Regions from separate parts of the Rattus norvegicus genome. Here region 1 is linked to region 2. A link is a contact called in public Hi-C data. All regions are on one chromosome and are shown on one strand. The core of a region is the stretch at or near the end of the contact, and the rest is flanking DNA. Distances in the headings are between cores, read along the strand shown.

Region 1 (7,137 bases), core at 4,200-6,699, 570 kb before region 2:
TACATCATTGAGTACAATAAACATTGTATACGGAATTTTTGCCCTGTGAAGTTCCTGCCCTTCACATGCTCCGGACTGAGGTCCTCAGCCCTGCTCCTGGCAGGAGTAGGGGTTAGGCAGGGGGAGCGGGGTACAGGACCTCTGAAAATATCACCTTTGTGGGGCTCTGAAAGACTCCTGAGGGTGTGTCCTCATGGACCAGGAGAGATGAAGTTGGTTTTCTACTGATTCGGTTGCCATGGAAACCAGAGCTTCATCACTAGCTAGAGGCCTATGCTCACAGGTCACAGGCCTTTGGTACCTGGGTTATCTTCCACCCTTCATGACTTGCCTTCTCACTCCTCTTCTGCTATAGAAGTTAAAAGAATGAGAAAAGCAACCCAGAACTGGAGAGGGCTAGGGCAAGTACAGAAACCCTGGCTACCACGTTCCCATGAAACGAGCAAGGCAGGCACAGACATCCTGTTTGCAGGTCATGCAGGTGAGCACTGAGGCCCGGCACTGTCATTACTGCTGTTCGAGGGCCTCTGGGACCCAGAAGCTGAGGCCCGCACGCACTGTTTTTCATGGGAGTTCTTCAGTGTTCTCCCTGCATGCAGTGAAACTGGCTCCCAGGCCAGGTTCAGCACCAACAGAGCAGGCTCCCTTGTTGAAAGCTTGCACTTAGCCTAGCCTAGCCTAGCCTAGCCTAGCCTAGCCTAGCCTAGCCTAGCCTCTTACTCCGAGGGTCTTCAGCAAGGGTCATTTCTGACCTTTCAGAGTGCAAGCAGCTGGATGGGTAGAGGCACAATGGCTAAGGCGGACTCTGGCTTTCTCTTCTGGGACTCAGTTTCTTTGTCTGTATAGTGGGCTGGATGGTTCCTGATGCCCTTGCTGCCTCTGGCAGCCCTAATTTTCACGAGTAGATCCTAGTGTTTATAGGAAAAGAAAAAGAACTCTAGGCTCAGAAGGGCTAAGCAGCATCGTGTCCACACCATCAAGGTCCCGATGAGATGGAGGAGGGGAAGGAACTTGCCTGAGCACACATGGCAAAGTCCCTGCAGGATTCGTTGCAGCTTTGTGCTTGGCTGCCGTCCCTCCACGTTTTATTGGAGGAAGTCTGGAGGGAAGCTTGCATCCTCTCTCCTGGAGATGCATACCCTCGAAGGTAAAGAGGAGGCTGCTAAGGGTGGTTCAGCTCAAGGTTCCCTGCTTGCATTTAACCAGGAAGTAAAGCTATCAGAAGGGAGGCTCTTTGGTCTATGCGCTGTTTGGGATACAGACAGGTGGATGGGTTATAACACTCCAAGGCCCCCATTCAACCTAGAGTCCTACCAGGCAGCAGTTACACATCCTCCAACCTGAGAAACACGGGTGTTGGGCCAGGTAGTTGCCCAAGGGACTCTCTAGGCAGAGGGATGGGAGTGGAGTTCAGCTACCACACTCGGTAGTCACTGTCTATCTGGTGTCAGACACCCTGGCCTGCACAGCACCAAGTTCCACCTTGAGCTTTCATAGATCTCTGCTTCTGTCTGCTCACAGCCCAGATACTGAGTCTGACCTGCAGCCTGCCCCAGTGGCCAGTGCTGATTGGTCAGTGCTTGGGGTTGCCTCAACATGAAGGGTTGTATTAAAGGGTCTCAGAGTTAGGAAGGTTGAGAGCCAGCCACTGCATTAAAGCCTTCTGCCTTTATTGTTTAAATTTATTATATTTATGAGTGTGAGATCGTATGAGTTTATTTACACCGTGTGTGTAGTTTCCTATGGAGCCCAGAGAGTGTCAGATCGCTTGGTGTCAGATTATGGACATCTAAGCCTTCAGCGGTGGAGGCTGGAAACCAAACCTGGGGTTTCTGTAAGAACAGTGAGTGCTCTTAACTACTGAACCATCTCTCCAGTCCCAGCGTCTGCTTTTAAATGAAAAGTCTTCTGGCTTTTAAAGGGATGGATCTGCAGGTGCCACTGGGGAAGCCAAGCCCCAGCAGGAAAACACTGGTTTAGGACCAGGACTCAGACAGGGCGGGACTCAGCGGCACCTGAGAATACGTGACTCTAAGAGTGGCATGGTGGGACAGTATGGTGTCCAAGGCGCCCATGGCAGTGAGCAGCTTGAAGTGTGACTTTCTAATCTGCCAGCGTGGAAGGACCTCCAGGTGCCTAAGTGTTGGAGGCAACATCATGTAATAAGGAGGGATCAGACTCTTATCTATAAACAGCCCATGTAGCAAATCTGTGACCAATCTCACTTTTGGGGTGAGGGGATCTCAGTGCAGACAAGTATCTTGAGTAGTCGGTGGTAGGACTGGGGTGTTGAGCTCCCCTGTTACACAGTCTGGAGGAGCTGAGAACCATTGCAGTGGGTTCAGACGGTCCTTGTGATGATGCTTTGGGGTAAAAGAGGGCATGCACCTGCTTCTGAGCCCTCAGTGATCTCTGAGACCAAGCGTAGGCTAAGGGTGTGCCCCTCCCACATGCCAGAAAACGACTTAGGACAACCCTGTCATGTCAGTATCTTTGATTCTGAAATCTTCTGATGCCTCTAGACAGAAAGCTCCAGAATACTGCCCACATCTCCTTGGCCAACTGGCTCTGCTGGTGGACTCCCTGTTCTGGTGGGTCTTGGGGGAAAGATAGGCTAGAAGAGAAGGGCCATGTGCAGCCTCTAATCCTGGATGCCAGGTTAGCAAAGGGCCATTTCGGAGGCAGGCCACGAGGGAGACAGCCAGTGCAAAAGATATCAGCACACTTGATGGAATCCCGTGGGGGCAGCAGAGGCTTGCCCAGTGCGGGGCCTGGCTGTAGAGAGCATGGTTTGATAGACGGTGTAACCCAGCCTCATTAGAGGGTGCCTAGACCTGTGCTGATCAGGAAACCTTGCTGTCTGAGAACTTCCTCCTACTGCGTGCTTCTCTCCAGCCACGGGCAGCATTTCATTGGCGTGGCTGAGTGAAATCACAATATGATGGGAGTTAGTCAGAGACTGCAGCTTTGGCGCTTGGGAGTTCTGGAATGTGGACATAGAATCACTGTTCATGCTCAAAAGGAACGGTTTAGTCAAACCACCTGTCTTGGTCACATGCAACTGAAATCCCATTTGTCCTGGTTTTATCTCTGACCGGGATTGGACATGGCCACACTGGCACAGCCAGGCACACCGAAATCCTAGCTCTGCCTCCCTGGTCCAGAGCGTCATGAACCATGGGGGTCCAGACTTGGCCTATCTCTTCCTTCAGATGCCTGGACAGAGCGTCCTTTCCCCAGGTCTTCCCGGATCCATCCTCACCTCTTTTCTAGGAACTGAGCTGTGCTCCCCAGCCCCTACCTCTGACACCTTAGGCCGCTCCCACCTGTAGCTCTTCTCTATACTGACCCTGCATCGGGGACTATCCCGCTTCATGACACCCAAGAGGTGGAAACTGCAAAAGAAATCTTTATTTTTTTTAACTTTCTCAATATTTACAAAGAACAGGATGAACAAGTGAGACGCCCTCCCCCCGCCCCCGGTGGATGGCAGCTGAACAGGTGTGTAACAGGCAGTGCCACACTAGGGTCCCACTGCCTATGGTCTCCACAGGGGCAGGGAAATAAATCTGGGGAAAGTTTCCTGTGACTTGGTCCACAAGCTGCAAGCTCCAAATAGGTACCTGTCTGAGAGGAGCCTTGTCCCTGAGGCAGCCTGGCCAAACCCCTGCCCAGCTCCCTCCTCACACGAAGAGCTTGTCAGTGACGGCATCCTGGAGGCCAGGAGAGGGAAGGTTGAGGATGTTCAGCTAGAGGTAGCCAAAGACGTTGAAGATGGGTGGAGGCATGGCTGGCTTAGTGGGGATAGGCTTCAGAACTACGGGTCTGTACACTTTTGGCCCTGGGGTGTCCACATCCTTGCAGAAGTGGGCCAGCTCCACAGGTGAGGCAGGGCTTTTCCTCCACAAGCCCACACTGGGTACTGGGCCTTGAGGCAGGACACCTGGGAGACCCGGGAAGATGGGCTGTCCATGGTACTGGAAAGGGCAGTAGCTCCAAGCGTCAAGACTGCCTACCAGGGATACCCCAGACATCTTGAGTGATTCCGTGTCAGTGAGTACCCTTGGGGACATGGGTAGTGGAGCAGTCTCAGGCCCCAGGGACTCCAGACCCTTGCAATTTTTCTTATTCTCATACAGAGATGCCTCCCTGGGGGCCAGGCCCACCTCCAGCCCCATTGGGTAGCTGAGGGTGGGCCTTGGTTCCTCCCAGAACGAAGCAGGCAGCTGTCTCTTCCTCATGGGCACCTGGCCAGGTCTAGTAGCCTCTGGATTCAGACCCCGGAAGCTCTGCTCCTTAGAGAGGCACTCCTCCCTGAAGGGGGTCCCCAGGGCCTTTTCTGTGCAGCTCCCACCCCCACCAGTGCTGGCTTGGGGACAGGGATGGAGGGGTAGCCGTCCGGGCCTCTCTTCAGGCCCCCTCTGCAGGTGGGGCTCTGTCACCCTGCCAGGCAGGCCCCTAGGGAGCCTCGAGTACTTCTGAGAGAAGCGCTTGAGTTGTTTCTGCAGGTACTTGCGATGGTCCACAGAGCGGCGGCAGGGTGCGGACTTGTCCAGGGCCGCCTTGATGTCACTGGACGCCAGGTTTACAAAATTCAGAAGCATCTTCACATCACTGTCAGCTGCCATCACCACGGGAACCGTGCAGGGCTTTCCATGAAGAGTGTGGGTTCTGCTGGGGGCTGGCAGCTCGGAGGAGAGCCCCGGGCAGACCTAGGGAACACAATAGGCAGCTGGGGTCTCTCCGGGGCAGTTACACCTTCCCCAGGGCCACCAGGACCGAATGCACAAATCTCCCCACCCAGGCATCCTCCTGTCCCAGACAGAATCCACAATGGGACCTTCTGACCATCTGAGATGAGACAGGTGCCGACCATTGAATTCAGTCTTCTGCAAGTCAAGGCTCAGAAAATGCAAGCTCCTTGCTCAAAGCCACCCAGCTACAAGTGGCATTTCTGGGGCTACGAAGTGAGTTGGTCGCATCTCCCACATATCGTGAGGCACACAACTCACCATTCAGGTTTTTATTTTCAAAGCCAAAGAAATTCCCTAAAGAAGGCCAAGCCTCCCCCACCCCCTTGGTGGTGGCCTTCCCCTCCCACCACCCCGCCCCCTCTGCAGCCCCCACGCTCCACCCCCAACTCTCACACAGGGCCAGGCAGGATCTCTGTCTAGCACTTAATCTAGACCTGCCTTCAAGGCTCATCTCAGGCTGCCGGCAGCAGGGGACTCCCCTGTAGAAGCATCTGCAGCAATTTCATGCCTCCTCAGCCACCACCCACACTACTGTGCCCCTCCCCCAAGGCCCTACCCCGCTCAAGCCCTGCCCTCCACCCAGCCAGGCCAAACCGCTTGGGACTCCACACTGACCGAAGGTGCAGGCCGGGGGCCCCCCCCCGCCAACGTGGCCGGCAGGTTCCCCACCGCAGACCCCAGCAAGCCTGGCGAGGTGGCGTGCAGTGAGCTCCGAGCAAGCGGGATGAGAAGCAGTTGTGCACAGCCCTTGAGTGGGCTGAATGGAGGACAAGTCCAGAGCTGGGGGGCCCTCAGGCCAATCAGGAGCGCCTCTCCAGATACAAAGCTTCCCAATCAGGCGGCGGAGCCCCGGTCCCACATTCTTTGCCGTCACAAATTGTCACCATGGGGACCATCACAAAAAAAGACAGCTCCCAAATGCAATCATTTCCCGGTAAATTTCTACTTCAGCCTCACTTTCTCCAACCTCCACACCCCCTCCTCCCCTTGACCTCAGTACCCTGGTTTCTCGAGGGAAGTGTGTGTGTGTGTGTGTGTGTGTGTGTGTGTGTGTGTGTGTGTGTGTATGTAAAAAGTATTCGGGATCAAGGAGGGCCCGGTGCAGTGAGACAGGCACCCAACCTTCCCCAGATACTCCAGGCCTCCAGCTGCCATGCTCCAGTGCAGACAGACAATTGGATGGGGTAAGCCGGGGTGGGCTGCATTCCCTCTGCCCTTGAGTGTTGAGTGTGTGTTCTCTGACTCTGTCTCTGGCTTCATGTCTCTCACCTCTTTCACCCGCCCCTCCTGAAGGGGTCCCCTGGGATGGATCGAGAGGTGCGATGATGTGGGGCAAGGTAGCCCGGCCAGGCTGGCTGAGGGGTGCTGGGATATCCATGGGAAGGGAGCCGAGGCTCTCAGGAATCTTGTCTTTATGTTTGCTTCCTCAATTGAGCTGCACAAAGGCTGAATTGCCCATTCAGTGCGGCCGGACAAAAGGGTGGCGTTGCACGGTCCCCTTGCATTTGTAGTCAAACAGTTAGGGACTTAAATCGAGTCGTCATGATGGAGAAAGAGGTGGACAAAGCCCATGGAACTGCCATCAGCAAACATTTTCCTGTGTCATATTAGCTAGTCTCCATGGCTCCCCCTGGCCCGGGGACAATGGCACAAGTTTGCACACTTGGCTACTGTCACCGTGCCAACGCCAGCAGGGCTGCAAGCAGGGCCGCTCAGTTGGAGCAAGTGAGGGAGCCCAGGCTGCCATGGTGCCTGCCCATCAAATGCTCAGAAAGAAGGTGAGGCTGACATAGTGAAGGAGGCTGTCTGAGAAGTGCTCACGGGCAGGATCTCCATGCTAGCCAGCCCAGTGGACCCCACACACCACCTCCCCTCCCCTTTCCCTGTCTTCCTGCCACCTTCTTCTGTCCCTGTCTGCATAGTGGCCCACTCCTTCATACCACAGCCTCAAAGCCAGGCAGGCATGGCTGCATGCCCTCGCTTAGGAGTGGCACCGAGAGACGCCTGCTGTGACAGTGGGACACCTGCCTAGAGTAGCCCCAGGTTCCCTCCTCTGGAGGAGACTGCTCAGGGCCAGTGAGCTGCAACTCCCGTGCAGAGCCAGAGATGAACAGACAAGGGTGTGCTGCTGGCATTATGATCCCTGTGGTGGCAACCACCACATTTTTCTCCTTCCTTTGCATAACCAAGGACTGACTGTGCTGCTGCTGTTTAACCCTCGCTGCTTCGGCAGGAGAAATTCTGCAGCATGTCCCAGACCACCCACCTTAACAGGTAAGAGAAGGTACCATCCTTCATGCTCCAAACTCTTGGTGCACTCTGCTGGAGATAGACTCTGTGGCCACCAGGTTAAGCTCCTGCCAGCTCCTCTCAGAACTCTGGC
Region 2 (6,556 bases), core at 3,290-5,789:
CACTTCTTTTTGGTCTGTGCGCTTGAGCACAGCGTGTAGTGCCTAAAGGAGTCAGACTCCCTTGGAGCTGGAGTTACAGGCACTTGTACACAACCGGGTACTGGGTGCTGAGAATTGGACCCAGGTCCTCTAGAAGCACAGTACATGTCCTCAACCCAAGTACATTTGTAATCACAGTGCTTACTTACAGGAAATAATTTGCATTCCAAATTTTTAAACTTGCTGTTTCCACAATCACAACGAAAATTTCTATTAAGAAAAAAGGAAGAACATATATTTACATTTTCTTTCAAACTTAATCACTCTTTCAGTACCAATCATAGTTCCCTTTCTGACTCATTTCTAGAATTCAATTGGTGGCTTTTTGATGGTCATATATCTTATTGGAGTTTTCCAACAAAAAAAGAGACAATTACAAATTACAATTCTGAACATCACTACTCATCAAAAGTACAAATATCTGTATCACTCTCACACACAAATAAAATAATAAAAAGATGAGAAGTTTGTGCTAGTCTCCATAATTAAAAATTCCCTCCCATATTAAATTTTACCCACACACAATTACTCTGAATAAAAAGCAAGATTAAAAGCCACTGAGGTTGCAAAAGAACGTGAACACTTGGAAGACACTCAGGAAAGCATTACCTTTTTGTGTACAGTTCAAATAGTTTATGACTTCCATGACACTCATAACTGCAAGCCAGACAAATGCCTGCTGGCTCTTCTCCCTCTGGCGTGCAGGTGCTACAGGCATATAGTGCTTGTCTCTTCACTGAGCCCTGAAAGCCCAGCCCAAAACAAGACAGAAAGAAAACATAGTTAACAAAGGATCAAAAACACGATTCCAAGCCCCAGATCTACACTGATGCTTGTTTTTAGGTAATTTTTTTCTTATAGCAATAGGAAGTTTAAATTTGTAAAAAAACTTAATCTGTTTAATCATTTTAACACATGAAAATAAAGGTGAGTTTACATAGGTTTAAGAGAGTAATAAACTTTTTTTTTTGGGGGGGGGTGTTTCTAGACAGGGTTTCTCTGTGTATCCCTGGCTGCCCTGGAACTCACTGTGAGGACCATGCTGGCCTTGAACTCAGAGATCGACTGCCACTGCCTCTTGAGTGCTAGGTAATTCGTGTACCACCACCACTTGGCACACCTTTTTTCTTTTCTTTTTTTTTTTTTTTTTTTTTTTTATCGGAGCTGGGGACTGAACCCAGGGCCTTGCGCTTCCTAGGCAAGCGCTCTACCACTGAGCTAAATCCCCAACCCGGCACACCTTTTTTACTTTAGAAAATGCTTATAATTCAACCAAAGAGGAAAGTTCATAGTTTTAATTTGAGGGGAGATGTAATGATGCCAACTACTTACTGTCAGGATATGAAGTATAAAAAGGGGTAGTGCATTCAGTAGACAAGTGTTTAAAAGCAATACATTTGCAAGTTATATAGATACCAAACTATTCTTTCAAGTTACCAGTAGATTTAAAATATTTAAAAATTAAAAGTTGAAGGAAAAACAGCAAAACTTAGAAACGTTGGTAAAGGGGCCATACACACCTCTCCAGAAAGGGGATTATCAGCCCACGCCAACATGCCAGGCTTTTATGTGCTTATAGGGACAGAGCCCAGGTCCTCCTGCTTGTGCAGCAAGTACTTTACTGACCCTTGCCAGTCCAACTACACAAATGTCTATTTTACTTTAATTTGCTCCTATTTTACTAAAGAATTTGCAGGGCCAGTGAGGTAGCTCCGTGGGTAACGTCACTAGTTGTGTTTAGCCTGGAAGCCTGTGTCCCATCTCCAGAACCCATATAACAGTGGAGAAAACAATTAACTCCACAAAGTTGTTCTCTGATGTATGCCTGCCCATGTGCTGTGGTACACATGCCCACACACAGCAGTAAATACGCTTTTTAAAATCCACTTGAGGGCTGGAGAGATGGCTCAGCGGTTAAGAGCACCCGACTGCTCTTTCAGAGGTCATGAGTTCAATTCCCAGCAACCACATGGTGGCTCACAACCATCTGTAAAGAGATCCGATGCCCTCTTCTGGTGTATCTGAAGACAGCTACAGTGTACTTATATATAATAAATAAATAAATCTTTAAAAAAAAAAAAATCCACTTGAAGTTAGAGCGATGGCCCAGAGGTTAAAAGCACATACAGCTCTCTCAGAGAACTAGCACTGGGTTCCCAGTACATACACTGGGCAGCTCACAACCCTGTAACTCCAGCTCCAGAGGGATCAGATTCCTCTACTTTCAAGGGTACCTGCACTCACATGCACATATCCACACAAATACTTAAAAAATAAGTCTTAAAAACAAAAAAAGTACCGTCGGGCGGTAGTGGTGGCACACAATTTTAATGCCAGGATTCAAGAGGCAGAGGCAAGGCCTCAGAGTTCAAGGCCATCCTAGGCTACAGAGTGAATTCCAGGACAGCCAGTGCTACACAGAGAAACCCTGTCTCAAAAACCTAAAAGAAAATAATTATTATCACTATTAATATCTATACTTATAGGATATACAGAAACTTATGACCAGACCTTTAATCCTAGCACTTGGGAGGGAGATGGATCTTTGTGAGGCCAGCCTGGGCTACATAGTGAGTTTCATTCTAGTTTGAACCACACAATGTGACTCTGTCTCAAAAAACACAGCAAAATCCACAAAAGAACAAGACTTTAAGCCAAGCATGGTGGTGTACACTTGTAATACTTTGGGAGGTGAAGAGAATAATGAATGCAAGGCAGATTTGGGCTATATAAGATCCTATCTCCAACAACTGTAGTGAATATTTTATAAAGCTAAGTATATTAATAAACAGCTCACATACAGCCTTAGGACCTTTCTTTCCTTCCAAGGAAGGGGTGGTGTATGTGGTTTAGTGGTCATTGAATGAAAAAAATAAAAATAAAAAAGGAAGGAAAGGACATATCTGTTCCTCGGTGTGGTGGGAGAGAAAAAGTTTATTATTAAAGGAAGAGCATCGGGGCTAGGACACCTGAGAGTCCAGAGTCTAAACAACCCTGAGCTGGGCCCTGTGAAAGGAGAGAGAGAGGACTGGGAGAAAGGATATGGAGCCAGGTGCTACAGTCCAGAGACCCAAGAGAGCTGGATAAACAAAACGGTTGGATTATTTAGGGAAGGGAAGAGGAGGGAAGGGTAGCCCAGCCCCAGTCAGGAGGGCTCCGGAAGGGACAGAAGGACAGGGAGAACCTGGAGGCCACCATCCTCTTTGATATGTTAAATAGGCACAGCAGCCCCTTTGTCCAAAGTTTGAAACCTAACAGCGATCCTTCGATTTAAATGCCAGCGACTACTGTGCGACCGTTTCTGGGATACAAGACTTATTCAACAATCCAACAATTTTGCAGTGCAAACCCAACTTGGTCAACAAAGAAAAATAGTATTATGACTTCGGTCCACACCACACAATTAACTCCAAGCCCCTTCACTCCTTCCCCAGTCTTCCTCTCCAACCATGGGCATAGTTAGCCTGTTTCCTTCCACCAATTCTCATCCTTGTTAAGTTTCCTTCCTACACACCCTTTTCCACTTTAGTACTTAAATGTATAGTAAGCGTCAGTAAACGCTACATCCCAGCCCCTCAAACTCTTGTTCAGAAACCCCAAGAAGATCCTTTTCTCCTCTCTTGGTTTTCCAGGGCCACCTGATGTTCTGGCTTCGATCTACTCCCGAGGGAGAGGGGGTGTCATACAGCACTTATACACGGAACTTCATTTAACCGGAAGGGGGGGGAGGCGCAGCTAGCAGTTAAACTAGACTACAGTAGTGTCCAGAAGCCCACCCTCACCGGAAGACTTTCGAATTCGGCCCAATTTTTCTTTACGTTTCCCCATCTAGTCCCTTAATTAACATTCTTTAGGGGTAGAAGTGGGGCGAAGAATATCTGGATTTAAGAGGTCACAAGAATAATCTCGTGGAAAGCAGGCCACCAAGAGGCGACAACTGGAGGACAGAGCTGCTGCTCCAGGACCGAAGCCTACAGTGTATGGCCAGCAGGACAGAAGGACAGCCCTGGTGGTGACAAGCTGAGGATCAAAGGGCAGCTGGGCCCCGGCTGTGGAAGCACAAAGTAAAGGGCCGCCCCGGAGCCGGCCGGGCTGCGGCCAGCGGGAAACAGGCAGGTCGGCGGGAGCAGCCGGGCCACGCGCACCTGCGAGTAGGAGCACTTCTCGGAGTCGCTGCCGCCCAAGACGGCGCACGCCTCATTCTCCAGCTCCTCGTCTTCCTCGAGCACGTCCACCAGCGACACCACGGGCTCCAGCTCCGCCTGGCACCCGGTGGGACTCTCGGCTCCGGCCATCCTCAACTGTCACCGGGCTCCGCTGCGTGGCCCTGGAGGCGGCGGGAAAAGTGGCCGCCAGGGGCGTCGCGAGAAGGAGGGGCCCGAGCACCAGCCAACCAATCCCAAGGAAGGAGAAGGAAGAAAATAGGCGGGGCAATTCCGGGAAAACGGAAGTCATCCCTCCTACTCTCCTCTCCCGCCCGCCCTGGCTGCGGGCTGGCTTCCGCTTCCGGGTGACGATTCTCTGTGGCGCGCTGTTGAAGCTGAGCGGTCGCCATGGAGCTTTCTGGCGAGTATGTCGGTGGTGACGGGGAGCCGCAGCGGCTACAAGTGTCCTGTGAAGCGTCGAGCGACGCGGACCCTCTCCAGAGCCTGTCGGCGGGCGTGGTCCGCATGAAGGAGTTGGTAGCGGAGTTCTTCGGGACCCTAGTGGAGCAGGACGCACAGGGCGTGGCGGAAGATCCGGAGGACGCTTTGGATGGTGAGCGCGGGGGCGGGGCGCCGGGGGACTCTGGCGGGGGCAGGCAGTGTGAAGGGCAGCCTAGAGAAGGCGAGACTGGGGGAGGAGGAATCGCTTCTAAAAATCGTTAGTCCTCTCTGCCCTCTTTGTCTGATCTCCCACCGCGGCGAGTGTTGGATTAGGGACTGGACAACGAACGAAGTCAGCTCGACTCCCTTGCAAAGGATCGAGATAGGCAGATCTGCTCGAGAAAGTGTGGTGGTCTGTAACCATTGCTAACTGGCAGGAAGACCGAAAGGGCGGGACTTTGGAGCTGATTGTTGAAAGAAGAAAAGGAGTGAAGTTAGAAATTAGAAAAACATTTGACAGAATAAGAGCTTCAGATGATCGAGACCCACTTTGTTTTAGGGAATCTTAACCCTCTCAGTTTTATAGGTATTGTTTTGAAAGTAAAAGGGTTTTTTAGTTTTTAAATTAATTGATAGTTTCATTCATGTATGTAGTGCATTCTGGTCTCTCTCTATCCCCCGCTGAACCCCTTCCCAACAGGGCTCCTGCCCTTTCTTTTGTTGTCACTCACTGAGTTTATTTAAGGATATTTGTGTGAGCTTGGGTGGGTTGTTTACAGGAACTAGGGCAACTCAGCAGTGACTAAACCACTGAAGAAAACAATGACTCCGCGCCCCCCATCAACTGCCAAACGCTCCTCCGGGAGGAGAGGCGCCTCATGAGCCCCTCCCTCTTCCATGATCGAACGTTTAGGTTGCCAACTTTTACTGGTTATCACCGCTGCCGTACACTTTCCTTTCCTCTGGCTCTTGCTTTCTCTCACCCCCTCTACTGTTCTAGAAACTTAACTGTTAGGTTTGGAGTTTGTTTTTAAAGATGGATGTTTTACCTGCATGCGTGTCTGTACACCACTTATGTGCAGTGCCTTTGGAGGCCAGAAGAGGGCATCAAATCCCCTGAAGCAGAGGTACAGACAGTTGAGAGTGCCTTGTGCATGCAGGGATAAAGTTGGCAGTGCTCTTAACCGCTGAGCCATCTCTCCAGCCCCAACCCTGTTACTAGGAATAAAATTATTTTGTAGACATTGTCACCATGTAACTGTTAAACCAGACTAGCTTTGAGTTGCAGAGAGCCGCCTGACTCTGCCTCAGCAGTCGGGAATAAAGAAATGTGCCCACACTCAAGCTTGGCTACATTTATTTTTCTTATCTTGAATTGAATCCCAAGATAGATATCGTCCTGAACTAAGGAATCAAGGAACTAAGGAGGAGGTTAAACTGTACTTCCTAATTCTTTATAATATGGGCGTTGGCTGTCATTAAAAGGTATTATCTAGATGTATTAGGTTTCTTCAAAGGAGCAGAACTGAGTAAGAGTGACTTATGGCCTGTGGTCTGAGTAGTCCAAAAAAAGCCCTGACAGAGGGGCTGGGGATTTAGCTCAGTGGTAGAGCGCTTACCTAGGAAGCGCATGGCCCTGGGTTCGGTCCCCAGCTCCGAAAAAAAGAACCAAAAAAAAGCCCTGACAGAAAAGCCAAGAATCTGGTAGTTGTTTGTCCATGAGACTGGATGTCTCAACAGTCCCAGTCAGGGACTTAAGACTTTCTTAAGAGGACTCCAGTTTTCAGTCTTTGTTCCAGTCCTAAAGAAGTAGGTTCTAACACCAACAAAGGAGCATCGTGGGCATCTCGGTAACAGAGTAGAGGAACTTGCTAGTCAGAGTGAGGGCAAGCAGGCAAAAAAAGCAAAAGCTTCCTTCCATATCTTTTCTC

The links. A called contact is a pair of places that touch in the nucleus more often than the background predicts.
Region 1: a contact with region 2 is called in a Hi-C map of Schwann cells, with 3 times the contacts expected there. The contact joins the promoter of Fam181a here to the promoter of Gon7 in region 2.

Annotation. Positions count from the first base shown.
Region 1 is chr6:128,232,448-128,239,584 of GRCr8, reverse strand. It overlaps Fam181a (family with sequence similarity 181, member A), which reads right to left and starts at 5,449. Exons shown (of 2, transcript NM_001291359.1): 1 at 5,370-5,449; 2 at 3,392-4,712. The coding sequence starts at 4,628. The coding sequence ends at 3,750. LOC120103607 (a long non-coding RNA gene) reads left to right here and starts at 5,809. Exons shown (of 4, transcript XR_010052331.1): 1 at 5,809-5,938. It overlaps Asb2 (ankyrin repeat and SOCS box-containing 2), which reads left to right. Exons shown (of 10, transcript NM_001011984.1): 10 at 1-35.
Region 2 is chr6:127,661,259-127,667,814 of GRCr8, reverse strand. It overlaps Gon7 (GON7 subunit of KEOPS complex), which reads left to right and starts at 4,539. Exons shown (of 2, transcript NM_001142941.1): 1 at 4,539-4,797. The coding sequence starts at 4,593. It overlaps Ubr7 (ubiquitin protein ligase E3 component n-recognin 7), which reads right to left and starts at 4,361. Exons shown (of 11, transcript NM_001007705.1): 1 at 4,185-4,361; 2 at 649-782; 3 at 189-249. The coding sequence starts at 4,334.